Regions from separate parts of the Pan troglodytes genome. Here region 1 is linked to region 2. A link is a contact called in public Hi-C data. All regions are on one chromosome and are shown on one strand. The core of a region is the stretch at or near the end of the contact, and the rest is flanking DNA. Distances in the headings are between cores, read along the strand shown. Region 1 holds the start of TEAD1 (TEA domain transcription factor 1). Region 2 overlaps MICAL2 (microtubule associated monooxygenase, calponin and LIM domain containing 2).

What was found. Hi-C and Micro-C count contacts between places; a contact is called where the count stands out from the background.
Region 1: a Hi-C map of stem cell-derived neural progenitor cells shows a contact between it and region 2, with 4 times the contacts expected there. The contact joins the promoter of TEAD1 here to the enhancer-like site in region 2. A contact is called at or near these places in 1 of 7 Hi-C or Micro-C datasets (stem cell-derived neural progenitor cells) and 1 of 1 datasets of contacts at active chromatin or transcription factors (stem cell-derived excitatory neurons).

The regions. Positions count from the first base shown.
Region 1 is chr9:16,829,871-16,836,111 of NHGRI_mPanTro3-v2.0_pri, forward strand. It overlaps TEAD1 (TEA domain transcription factor 1), which reads left to right and starts at 1,576. Exons shown (of 13, transcript XM_054662118.2): 1 at 1,576-1,990.
Region 2 is chr9:16,440,235-16,447,252 of NHGRI_mPanTro3-v2.0_pri, forward strand. It overlaps MICAL2 (microtubule associated monooxygenase, calponin and LIM domain containing 2), which reads left to right. Exons shown (of 36, transcript XM_016920387.4): 28 at 3,280-3,357. Among named protein-coding and RNA genes, the nearest start is that of PARVA, 90 kb to the right of the region's middle. Within about 2 kb of position 3,942, at least 10 of the 24 cell types and tissues checked have an H3K27ac peak or open chromatin away from gene starts, as enhancers often do. A contact at or near this core is called in stem cell-derived neural progenitor cells, where this site is marked.

The sequences.
Region 1 (6,241 bases), core at 326-2,825, 390 kb after region 2:
ACTCCGATTACTTCAAGAGTTGAAATTAAAAATGTATTAATAAGACTGGGTGCAGTGGCTCACTTTTGTAATCCCAGCACTTCAGGAAGCCGAGGCAGGAGGACAGCTTGAGCCCGGGCGTCTGAGATCAGCCTGGGCAGCATGGTGAAACTGCATCTCTACAAAAAAATTTTAGAAATTAGCTAGGCGTGGTGGTGCGTGCCTGTAGTTCCAGCTATTCGGGAGGCTGAAAAGGGAGGATGGCTTGATTCCAGGGAGTCGAGGCTGCAGCGAGCCCAGATCGCACCATTGCACTCTAGCCTAGGTGACAGAGCAAGATCCTGTCTCCAAAAATAAAATAAAAAAATAATAAAAATTAAAAAAAAAGGAAAACAATGTATTAGTAAAAGTTATGTTTTGTAGAAATGTGTTGCAGTCAGTCACAGTCTAGTCTCCTCAGTTACCCACATATAGGGATATAGGGATTCCTCGGGCACAAAATATGTTGTTATTTAATCCTGAGGCCTCAGCTGGAAAAGAGAGCCAAGTGCCTAGAACGAATGAGGTCCACTGTGCGGGAACTGCTTTGCAGTTTGTTAAATAATTATAACAATCACCCGAAACTTTAGACGGTTCTGTCCCCAGTGGGTCGATTTTACCCGTTTTCTGATTTACCGACTGGGTCTATGTCACTTTTGCGTCACTACCTCCAATGGCAGGGTTAAAATGATTCCTTTAATAATGAAATGAAGTTTCTCAATAAAGAAAGGGCTAACTTAAAGTCGCCGGATGCAGCATTTTAAAGTTTAGGAAGTTACTTTTGAAAAGTACAACCGGCAGAGATGAGTGAACTTAGTTTTTTAACTGACTTGGAGAAGACCTTGCTAGCAGGGCAGGTTTATTACGAACTCTGTAATTATCCTTCTCTGCTAGGCTAAAGGTTTTCCTTTCCCAACCGTAAGACAGATTTCGACTTGAGTGAGAGCTGTGAACTTTTATAAAAGTGAAAGGGAAGAGAAGAAATGGCAGGCTGGGAATCTGGCCCGGAGACGGCGTCCACCGCGCTCGAGAGCAATAATCTGCATCACCAGAAAGGCAACTTCTCTACCCTACACTTGCAGACTTCCGCGAGTCCGGGAGCACTCAACGCAGTCACCCGCGCTTCCGCGTCCCGGACTAGGGAAACTGAGGCACGGTAGGCGCGTCGCGCATAACTCCTGCCTCGGCGCCTGCCCCCTGGAAGGAACCCAGGCTTCCAGAGTTCTTCGCGCGAGCGCAGGGACTTCCAAGCCGCACAGCTCCCGTCCGCCCCGCCCCGCCCCGCCCCGGCTCGGGACAAAGCCCGGAGCCCGCGCCGGGAGACGGAGGGCGGCTCCCGCGCGAGCCACGCTCCCCCGTGGGCGCGAGACTCCGCCCAGCTGCCGAAAGCCCGCGCCCCAACGGCGAAGCAGCCGCGCCGGTCCGCCCCGATTCCCCATGACGTCACCGGCGGCGGCAGGCCCCGCCTCCAGCCCCGGGCGGCAGGCCGCATGACGTCACCGAGGCCCCACCCCTCCGGAGCGAGTTCGGTCCTGGCGTTCATTTCATTCCTGTCCTCATTCCGAACATTCTTAGCATCGCTCGCGCCGCGCCGCGCCGCCTGAGCCGAGCCGAGCCTCTGCTGCCGCCGCCGCGGCCCCGCCGCCCGCCGCGGGCGCCCACCAAGCACTTTGCAGACTCGCTTCCACCCTGCGGGCCATTCCACGCGGCGGGGCCCGGGCCCGGGGCGGCCGCGTCCAGGGACAGGCCATGCAGTGACGCCCCCCCACCCCTCCACCTTTGCCCGGAGCGCGGGCAGCAGCCCAGCGCGCCAGCCGGCCCCGGGGCAGGAGCGGTGCTAGGCAGGGGTGGGGTGGCCGGGCCCAGGGACCGGGAGCCGGGGAGGGAGCCGGGCACCGAGCAGAGGGCGGGGGAAGCGGCGCCGAAGTTTGCCTCGGACTCGCCGGGCGCTGCGGCGGCTCCCTGGGCCGAGGTAAGTTGGCGCGCGGGGCGGATGCTGGGGTGCGGGGGGCGCACGGGGCAGCGGGGGGCCGGCGGCGCGTCCCTCGCGGGCCGCTCTTTCTTTGCGGGCTCTGCTTTGTGTGCGACGGCGGGCGGGCACGCGGAGGGCCGCGGCCGGGCCCCCACACCCGCCTCCCCGCGCCCCCTCCGAGGTGAGCGGCCGGGCGCCGCCGCGCGACTTGCCAGGACGCCAAGTTGGGCCGCGCGCTGGGAGCCCGCGCGGCAACAGGCGGCCCCCGGCGGCGGCCCTGGAGGCGCCCGGCCGGCCGCGCCGCGCCCCCCGCGCGCCCCCTCTCCCGCCGCCTGCACGCGCACACACGCACACACTCTCGGGCGCCTTGGACGGGGTGCGCTGGGGAGCCAGAAGTTCGGAGCGAGCGCGGGCGGGCAGAGCCGCCGCCTCGGAGCCCGGAGCCGGCCCGCACCCCCCTGCTTTCGCCGCCGTCCCCCGGCGCCGGGTACCCCCGAGGCCGGCCCGGGTCTGCGCAGACTTGTGCCGCTGGCGGGGGGTTCGCTCCTTCTTCTCAAAGATGAAAAAGGGCACGGTCGTCTTTGCCGCTTCTCCAGGACTGTTGCTGCCGCTGCCGCCGCCGCTTCATTGCACATTCAAGTGGAAAATTTTCAGGAGTCAGCAGAAACATTGTGTCCAAAAAAGACTGAGTCGCAGTTACCACCAAACCCAGGAGGAGACTCTCCCTGGAAAACTTCCCTTCCCTTTCGGTAGGAAATACTGGGGGATTTGTTTGTTGATTGGAAGAGAAATGATCCCCGGGGGGGAGAAAATCTGGGTACACTTCTAGTCTTTGTTCGTAACAGCAACACTTGTTTTCAAAAGTCCAGAGTCCCGCTTTAAAGAAAGTTCAACTTCTGTGACTTTTCTTCTTTTTAAAAAAATAACGTTTGTATTTTTAAAAAATCAAAGCAATATTTTTAATGAGTCGAAAACAATGAGGGCTCACACCTCCCCTCTCATGAAAATAAATGAAATCCAGATCAGAATTTTCTTTGCTTTTAAATTGCCTTTTTTAAAAGATTTATTTAAAGTTGGATAGTGTCACTATGTAAAAATATTTATGAAACAATGAAATACCAGCCACCAGCGTTTCTCAGGAGGCTTGTTAACTTCTTAGAAGCAAGTGGCTTCCTGTGATTTGCAGAAATGAAAATTGACCTCAGTGAGCCCTGGAAACTTAGAGACAGATGATGTTCCAGGAGCAGGGAATGTAAAAAGGCCATGTTTAAAAACAGTGCCTTGGAAGGAGCCCAGGTCTTGGGATAGAAAGGTCTGTTAAGCCTGCCACATTTCAAAGTAGTAAAAAGAAATACTAAAAACACTACACGTATTGCAAAGGAGCAGAACCTTATCAATTCACAACAACCACAGATTTCTTTCTGCCCGCTTTCCACCTTGGTTGTTTTTGGAAGTTCAGGTGGTCCGATGGCTTGGGGTGCGCTGGTTGCCTGCAATGGTTACCTGAGTAGACATATCCCTCCCTTCAGGGAGATGTGATCCACTGTGTAGTCACAGCCGGGAGTGGGCTCCTTTCTCTGCAGGCTGCAGTGAATCTTGCTGGTCTTCTACGGATAGGGGCTTCTCTGAGGCACAGATTGGGGAACAGTCTTCAGGCTACGCCCGGTGCTTCACCCTTTCACTGTTGGGTTTGTGCCCCCCTTCTGTAAACAGCAGGGTCTTCGGGTCCAAGCATATCTGAATGCTTACAAGGACTAGACTTAAATCCAACTTCCTTAGGAATCTTTTCCTCTTTAGAAGGAAATAGTAGAACTAATTACAAAGTGACTCAGGAAAGACAAATGGATTCGTTGAACCTTTTGTCAGTAGTGAGGTTTTGAATTGTTGAATTTTTGGGGAAAGGCTTATTTTTCTAATCTCATTGTTTCCATAAATGGTCACAGATATTTTTGTTTAGTGTTTCTTTGTGCAACTCTGTGTTGAACTCTCAGGTTTCAGGTTTTAAACAGTTAACAATTCTTTTATTTATTGTTGGTATAAAAAATGAACTGATGATAAGCTATATCCATTACGGGTTCTTGCTGATGGTATCAAAATGCCAAGGTAGACTATTTTATTTTTACTTTAATGGTAAATATTATTTGATCTGCAGTGTTAGGGGAATATTAGAACTTTTTTTTTTTTTAAAAACGAGCTTGAAACAAAACCAGTATGACACTTTGCTTTGACAATATGGGTAAAGAAAATTATAGGGAAGAATCTATGTAAATTCCTTCTCTGTGTGATCCTTTATAAAGTAATGAACTCCGGGGAACATGTCTGAGAGAGATTATTGGAGGGTTGGAGGGTTTTTTTTCTTTTCTTTTCCCAAAACAAAAACCAGGACTCACCATGACATATACTTAATTAAATTTAATTTAAAGGGGGAGGACATCCCAATTTAGTTTGAGCCAGACTGATAGGAATTTCTCACTGAGAGGCTTTTCCTTGCCTTGTGGTACAATGTGTGCCCAGGCCCCAGCAGCAAACTAATTACACATAAGGGCGGGTTTGGGAGGGCAGCCTGGGGGGAGTCGGCTTCCTCCTCCCTTTCCCATTTCCTCTCTCCCCCCACTTACTTTATACGGCAGGAATTATATATTAGTATACTCACTTGGGAGACTGGAGTCCCCTTTTATTTAGAAAAAGGAACAAATAAGTCATAAGGAAAAAAACGTTCGAGTTTTTTTCCCTGCTTGAGCTTCAGCAGTTTATAAACAATTTTGTGTTTTGTTGGTTCTTAGAATACAGAGCAACAATTATGAGGGCATTTCTTAACGGGAACGTTTGGGAAGGATATACTTTTATCATCGGTGTTTAGATCATATTTGTCCTTACATTTTCAGCAGAAAAGTATATAATACGAACAGTTTAAAGCATGTAGATCGCAAATATTAAATAGACTTTTGAAGAAATGAGCTGTGACCATAACAATATTTTAAGGTTGGTTGCTTCAGAAATGGATTGATCTCTCATACGTGGTGGTCATACAAGAGCCTGGGCATTTGTGGGATTACTTTTCTCTCTAATCTCATGTGTTATGTGTTAATTGTGAGCATAATTATGCTGCCTGCAAATGAAAATTGTGTCTTATCACTCAAGGTTGGTGCAAATAACTGTATGTATGATCTGGTGGACTTAAAAATGACCATATTCACATACAGACAGTAGGTGGATAACACTTTTAAGCTCCATTTTAGGCACTTGTACCCAGTAGAGAGATTGTGAAAGGGAAAATAAATAAATAAATAAATAAATAAATAAATATGAAAGCTGTGTTTAGAGGTCGAATCTGTTTAGCGGTAAAACTTTAGGGTCTGTTTTTTTCAAAGACTGAAGAATGTGGCCAAAAGAAGTGTCCAGATTTCTCTGTAGAACTGCAAGAAAATGCAAGCCAACCTTGTTGTTAAATGCGAGCGTTACAGCTGCCCCTTTGGAGTTTAGTGACTGGAACTGCAAACTGCTAATGTCCAACTTTTGGACTCAGCCAGAAAAATATATTGTAAGCTTATTCCCCTTTGACAAACCTAGGCTGTGCTGCTGCTGGGCTGCTTGGGGACAGATTGATGGCTGGCACAATCTTTTATAGCTGCATGATGCTTTTTCTTATTTTATAATAAGGCATAGATTACCTTGTGGTATTTAAGTTGCATCTAGAGTTGTGTTTGAACCGCATCAGTGATACATTTTATTCTTTCATATTCATAAAAGTGATAAAATCAGGTAATTCAAGTCCATCCTACGCACTTCATATTCAGGGTCGAGCTTTTTGACAGACACCTTATTTAGACCTTGTTGTATTGCAATTACTGTGTACCTCTGAAATCAGGGAAGTTCTGGGGCTTCCCTCTTCTTGGGATAGTTTGTGGAGTGCTAGTATATTTGGATCTAAATACTTGGAGTGTTTTTCTGTGGGTTTTTATTTTTTGTTTCAAAGCTGTGAACTCTTGAGCGTCCTCAATCTGTAAGATTGTCATTATGAGCTTCGTGGTCCATATTTGAATTTGGAATTGAAATTTAACCATTTTTTCAAATACATTCCAGTTTTGTAGTGGTACAGAATAGGGTAGCTTTGAAATATGTGCCTTATTTTAGTCAAAGTAAAAATGGGATGCCCTGGTGGGTGGGTTTTCAGGATGATGTTTCTTACAAGGGTAGGTTACTCTTAGCTTTTAAATTCTCCTTTGGTCCACTGACTTTTTGCATAGTTGA
Region 2 (7,018 bases), core at 2,692-5,191:
GATGGCCTGAAATACAGCTCACACCCTATGTTATGGAGGCTGCAGAAAGCCCCCTAAAACATCAGGGTCAGTGATTCGTGATAATCTTGTTTAAAAGGCAGATTCCCAGGTTCTCACCATCAGAAATTCAGATTGAGTGGGTCTGGAGTGGTGCCAAGTGTGTGCATTCTGTGTAAGCGTCCCCAGGGGCTTTGACACAGTGGACCATGTTCTACACTTTGGGAATTTCAGAAATGCAGCTTTTATGGAAGGCCTTCCTAGATGAATTCATTGTGAAATCCACACCCAAGCAACTAAATGAATCGATCTAGTGCATTGGACTCTTAGCTATAAACTAATTAGATTTAGGAGAACAACCTGCCCCGAATTATTCTGGCTTAGAGGAATTGATATTTATCCATCTTTTTTTCTGGCAATAATTTGATAACAGGATGGTCCAATGGAATATGGAGGACACTTATCAGTTTGTAACAATAAAATGATATCATCAGCACCACATGGGAAAATACCCTCTCACTCCTTTTACAGTGGGTCATGCACTAAGATCTCTGAAAGTGCTCCTGTAAAATAAATAAACACACATAGAATATAAGCTAAAAAGAAGGGATCAGCCCACTTTATGCTGCTCAGCATTACTAGATGAAGTCATTACTACCCACCCTATTGTTCCCACTGTGGTAAAAATGTGTGCATGTGTGCTCTATTAACACCAGTGATGGAAAATCTCTCTTGAACTTTAGCCATTTCCAATAGCTTGCATTCCACAAAGTTACAAGCTAAGAAGAAGCAATTAGAGCTTTATGCAATTTTTTTTTTTTTAGAAATGTCTTCATTAAGTGATTAAGAGGCTAGCTTTGGCCAGCAGGATGTAGCTGTGCTTAAGACCTGCTTGCTCCTTATGGAAAACATCCAGCCTGGAAAGCCCAGGCAGCCAGCAATTGGGGGGTGGGCTATTCATCTCCTCATGGGGAGCTGGGAAGACTGTGTGCCCATCCACACAGGCTCCTCCTCAAACCCATGGGCTTGATTTTGAGAGCAGGCCTGTGGGATTGGGAGCCTGCCAGACAGAGCAGACATGAAGCGCCTCCAAATGTAACCACCCGACGGGTTCTCCTTGCCTGCTGCCTAGACTGAGCTGATTTCTCAAGACAGGGGAATTGCGATAGAAGAAGAGTTTAATTTACACAGAGCTGGCTGTACAGGAGACCAGAATTTTATTATTACTTAAATCAGTCTCCCTGAAAACTCGGGGATCAGGGTTTTTAAAGATAATTTGTTGAGAAGGGGTTCGGAAAATGGGGAGTGCTGATTGGTCAGGTCAGAAATGAACTCATAGGGAGTCAAAGCTGTCCTCTTGCACTGAGTCAGTTCCTGAGTGGGGGCTAAAAGACCAGATGAGCCAGTTTATCAATCTAGGTGGTGCCAGTTGATCCTCTGAGCTCAGGGTCTGCAAAATATCCCAAGCACTGATCTTAGGCTTTACAATAGTGATGTTAGCCTCAAGATGCAATTTGGGAAGGTTCAGAATCTTGCAACTTCCAGCTGCATGACTCTTAAACCACAATTTCTAATCTTGCGGCTAATTTGTTAGTCCTGCAAAGGCAGTCTTGTCCCCAGGCAGGAAGGGGGTTTGTTTGGGGAAAGAGCTGTTATCATCTTTGTTTCCAAACTAAACTATAAACTAAGTTCCTCCCAAAGTTAGTTCAGCCTACGCCCAGGAATGAACAAAGACAGGGTGGAGGTTAGAAGCAAGAGGGATTGGTTAAGTCAGATCTCTGTCACTGTCATAATTTTCTCAGTTATAATTTTTGCAAAGGCATTTTCACAAATGGAGTAAGGGAGAGAGAGGAGCTGAAGGAGCTGGTCTTGAGGAAGGAAAGCCCCCAGGTAGTAATTGACACCTGTGCTCCATAGCCTGGCTGCTAAGAAAGAGTTCCACTGTGAGACCTGGCAGGGAGTGGAATATCTAGGACTGTTTCTAGACAGAAAGAAAGACAGAGGGCTGGGCTAGCTGGGCCTTGGATTTAGGGTCCTGGATTCAGACCCTCCCTGCGTCCATCTCCCACACCCACATCATGCCCTTGGGCTTCCTTTCCGTTCATGCTTCCTGGCCCTGCCTGTGTGCACACTCAGATGTTCACCGTCCCCATCCTTTCTCTCCAGCAATGATGGAGGTGCAGGGGCCTGAAGCCTGAGAATGCATCTGCAGGCCTTGCATGGGAACAGGGAACACGTGGACCCCACTGCTCACTCTCACACCCTAAGTGACCAAGACCTGTTTTTCTTCTGCATGTGATGTTCATTTGGCTCAGCTAATCCTCAAGGCCCAGCTGGCAGAGGGGTCTTCCACAGGAAGTACAGTGTCCCGCAAATATGTTTCCCTTGGAACCAGGCCAAGGGAGGGCCACAGCAATGATGGTCCACAGCCTCAATTAAACCTGGTTTCCAAAGGGTTTGGGGGGCTCTGTGGGGAAAGGGGAGGCAGAGAGTAGAACTTCCTGCAGCTTCCTGGCTTCAATCAGAGCAGCTCCAGTTTTTAATGTATTACATATATGGAACATTGATGGCCCGTGATGACCTTAGCTTTAAATAACTGTTCTGACATGAATGAATATGTGCATGTATGTATGTACACATGCCTGTATAAATATGTCTACACATATGCATATACGCATAGATGCATGTAGATGCTTACTGATGATCTTAGTAATGATGGTTCATAATTTGAGGCATTCTCTGAGGGTGGTACCTGTCCCATAGCAGGGTCTCAAATATTTGATGCCAGGTGTGGTGGCTCATGCCTGTAACCCCAGCACTTTGGGAGGCCAAGGTGGGAGGATCACTTGAGCCCAGGAGTTTGAGACCAACCTGGGCAACACAGTGGGACCCTGTCTCTATAAAAAATAAAAATTAAAAAATTATCTGCGTGTCGTGGTGCATGCCTATAGTCCCAGCTACTCGGGAGCCTGAGGTGGGAGTATCATTTGAGCCCAAGAGGTCGACGGGGCAGTGAGCCATGACCCCACCACTGCACTCCAGCCTGGTGACAAACAAACAAAAACACAAAAATATTTGATGTGTGAACAAATGAAAAGTTTGGTAGAGTGTGTTGTGGGGACAGCAGTATGGTGTGAGGGAAGGAGAGGGTTCAATCTATTATAATCATTAGTCTATTGACTTGTGGTAATTGAGCTATAGGAGATAAATTCCTACTTTCTCTACACATTTAATGGACTCTTCCTCCCACCCCATCTTCCCTGTCCCTTTCTTTTTCCACAGCAGCTCTGCAACGGGCCAATAGCTTCCAGTCTCCAACCCCAAGCAAATACCAGAACTGGAGGAGAGAATTCTGGTGGAGTGAGTCACTAGCTCTCTGGGGATGGGAGGCTGGGGCTGGGCAGAAGATCTCTGGTTAATTCTCAGGGGCAGCTGTTCTCATTCCTTACATGGTATCTCTCTGGCATGGCTCCTGGTTGTCAGAGGCAAGAAATAAAATATAAGGTTGACTTTATTTCCACTGCTGACTAGAGGGAGCCTTTTCCAAGGGACTCAAGATCTTCCCATCCCCCTCCACCCCACCCCTGGCTCAGGAATTATGGAGCCTTAGGATTCTACAGTTTCACCCAGACAGGGCCTTAGCCATCATCGCCTCTAAGCTTTTTGAAATACAGATGAGTAAACTGAGGTTCAGGAACTCTATGATTTGATTCTGTACACTGGAGTGAGACTGGGGCATCAGATTAACGGCCTCACACAAAACAGGATGCTACACACAGACACCCACACATCCACACACACATGCACACGCACACACACTCACACCCCTACACATACACACACGTACATACCTGCTCCTTTTTCTGAGTCACCCTTGGTCCCAGTGTCCTGGGGAAGAGCAGGGCTGCGGCAGGTGCTGAGGCAGCAGGCCCTGCCAGGGGGCGCAGTGAACACGCACAGTCTCACAGCATCTAGGCAGGCCAGGGATCCAGGGACTGCAGCACTTACTGAGCAGAGTTACCTCCTCAGGCCCTGAGCGAGGGGCAGAGACTCTTCATCCAGTTCCAGGCTCATCGCTGCCTTCCACCTCCCCCCACACCCACTCCCTCTCCAGCCTCACCCTAGGAAAGGAGGACCCAGAAAGGCCTTGGCTTAGACAGGGGTTTCTACCAAGAAATGTTGTTGCAGTTGGAACTGAGCCCTGGTCTTCCTTCCTTCTGAGTCAAGGCTCCCAGCCAGTGAGTCATTCCCCCACCATCCCCAGACGCACCACCGTCACACCAGGTCAGGCTGGGACAGGGGCACCTTGGGAGCAGGACCCAGGGCTGCACTCTTGGGCAGGCCACTTCATCTGGGGACAGCCTAGAGTCACTCCTGAATCCTCTGACAGCCCCCAGCGGCGACAGCAGAGGGCAGAGGAGCTAGCATTGCCACACATGGGTCATCGCCTTTACTGCCCTGCTCTGACCCTCCCCAAGTCCCTGGAAGCCTGCTGCCCAGGCCCGGACTGTATGGGTGTAGGGTCCATCCCAAGGCTTCCAGCCCACTCTACTGTGTGCCACCAGTGTGGGGGATCAGTCCCTCCTCAGGAAGCTCCCAGCCTGGGGCGAGAGCAGGGAGGCTGGTGGGAGACCCTCCCAATAGGGCTGGGTCGCTGGGGGAGGTGCAGGAACAAGAGGACTGCTGAACAGCCCCATGGTGTCTGGGATGGGCCTGGGAAACTCAGCCTTTAGTTATCAAGGAGTATTGCACAGCGTTTCTCGAGAGTATATGAAAGCTGCTTTGAGGGCAGGGCTTGTGTTTTGATCATTTCAATCAGCCTAGTGTCTAGCATGGTCTGGCCCGGAGGAGGAACCCAATCCTTGTTTGCTGAATCAATGAATGAAGTAAGGAACCAAGGAGCCAGCTGGCTGGACTGAGTACAAAGGGAGGACATGGATTCAGGCCTGCTCAGGCTGCCGCCCCTAGAGGGCGCTCCAAGACTTTGAGAGGGATTTGAGCCTTGCAAAACCTCCAAGTTCTGGGAAGCTGCACCGTGGAGTCCCAGTCTCCGGAAAATCCCCAGAGCTGAAAGCCACGAGAGCCATCTTTTTTATTGTCTTTTCTTTGCCCAGAAGAAAACCTCAGGGAGCAGGGCTGGCCTTGCCATTGGAAGCAGAATGCATGGTACCATCCCTCCTGTCCAGAGGCATTACTGCCCCATCACAGCTGGTTCTGGCCCCAAGCCCCAGGTGGGAGGGCCGGAGGGGCTATGTGGCTGCCCTGGGCACCCTCCCCAGCTGATCATGCTGCCAGATGACCTCTAGGATCTACGAGAAAGGTTGCTGCTGCCAGAGGGCCCAGAGAGGAGGTAGCACAAGCGCCTGACCCAGAGGTAGCCTGGATGCTGAAACTCAGGCGCTGGTGTGCGCGTCAGCCTCCTTCGCACAAAACAACCCTAAGGGCCAGCTGCACGTGTGACTGAGACCCCTGCAGAAGGCAAGGCAGCCCCGGGTGGGCCATACCAAGGTTTCAAGGAAACAGCCAGCAGAGGGGGATGTGAGTTGGCCAATGAGGAGCTCTTGGCTCAAGAGTTGGAGAAATCCTGGCTGGATAGAGTGTGCAGCCCCCTCTGGAATGGGCCAGGGCTTCAGCAATGTCTTTACTGGACGCGGCTTGAGTGCGTGAGAGGGTGGGAAACTAATGGAGTTCATATTTTGCTGACAACTAGCTTTTACTTTGTGTCCTGTGCCACTGGGTACCTCTTTTTTTTTTTTTTTTCTTCTTGAAATGGGGTCTCACTTGGTCACCCAGACTGGAGTGCAGCGGCGTGATCTCAGCTCACTGCAATCTCCGCCTCCCAGGTTCAAGTGATCCTCCCACCTCAGCCTCTCGAGTAGCTGGGACCACAGACGCGCACCACCATGCCTGGCTAATTTTTGTATTTTTGGTAAAAACAAGGTTTCGCCATGTTGGCCAGACTGGTCTTGAACTCCTGAGCTCAAGTGATCCATCCACCTCGGCCTCCAAAAGTGCTCTGATTACAGGTGTGAGGCACCATGCCTGGCCAACTGGCAATCTCTTTTTAGCCCATGTTATCCGCTCAACCACCCCATGAAGCTGCAGCAGACAGCCCACTTGTTGGATGAGGAGACAGGGGTTAAGTAACTTGCTCAGAGCCAGGCAGCTGGTATGTGTGTGAAGGAGTGGACTTCCAGGCTCCCCTTCACCATCTTCTGAGAGAACCCCAAGACACAGTGGGCATCAGGAAGGGTAGGTTTCTCATCACCTCTCTCCCCAGGCTGTGCCCACCTCCCAAGCAGTGGCTTGAATGGCAGCCCAGGGACAAGTGGCTCGGCCTGAGCTGGGGCTTTGCTTCCCCCATCTCCTCAAGCCCTGCTGGAGTTCCATCTTGAAGGCAGTGCATGAGGACCACATGTGGAGAGAAAGAGACCCCCTAGCAGGGGTGGGAGTGGGAATTAGAGAAAGGAGAAGAAGGGAGTGGCTTCTGGGTCATGACCTCGTGAGACCTGAGGTGTTTCTGTCAGGCTTGTTTCCTGAGGTGGCCCTGGCTTCCTGTCAGGAAGTCCCTGAGGGATGCTCAGGGGGAACAAAAAGGCAGTCTGCTGAGCTGAGGGGACTTGAGGCAAGTGAAGGAGTTTGATTCAGAAGATGGCAGAGAGGGAGAATGAGGGTGCAAGGAGGAAGGGAAGAAGGAATTTGGCAGGAATTTGGCAAGCTGAGGACAAGGACGGGAAGCAAGGCAAGGACTGACTCACAACTTTTGCCTTTTTAGGCTTGAACCTTCTAATCGTGGGCTGCGATGGGGGTGTGGTAGTGGGAGGCAGGCCAGCCGCCTCCCCAGCAGCTCCTTCCTGCCGCCCTCAGATCAGATCTGTTCCCAGAATTACCTTTTCCCTCCAAAGCTTTCTGCGAGGCCTCCCTCTGGGAGCTTGCTGACCGTGTGCAGTGGTGCCATCTGTTCAGAGCCCACGGCTGGGACACACAGTCGCACATGTTCGCATTGATGTATGGGAGAAGG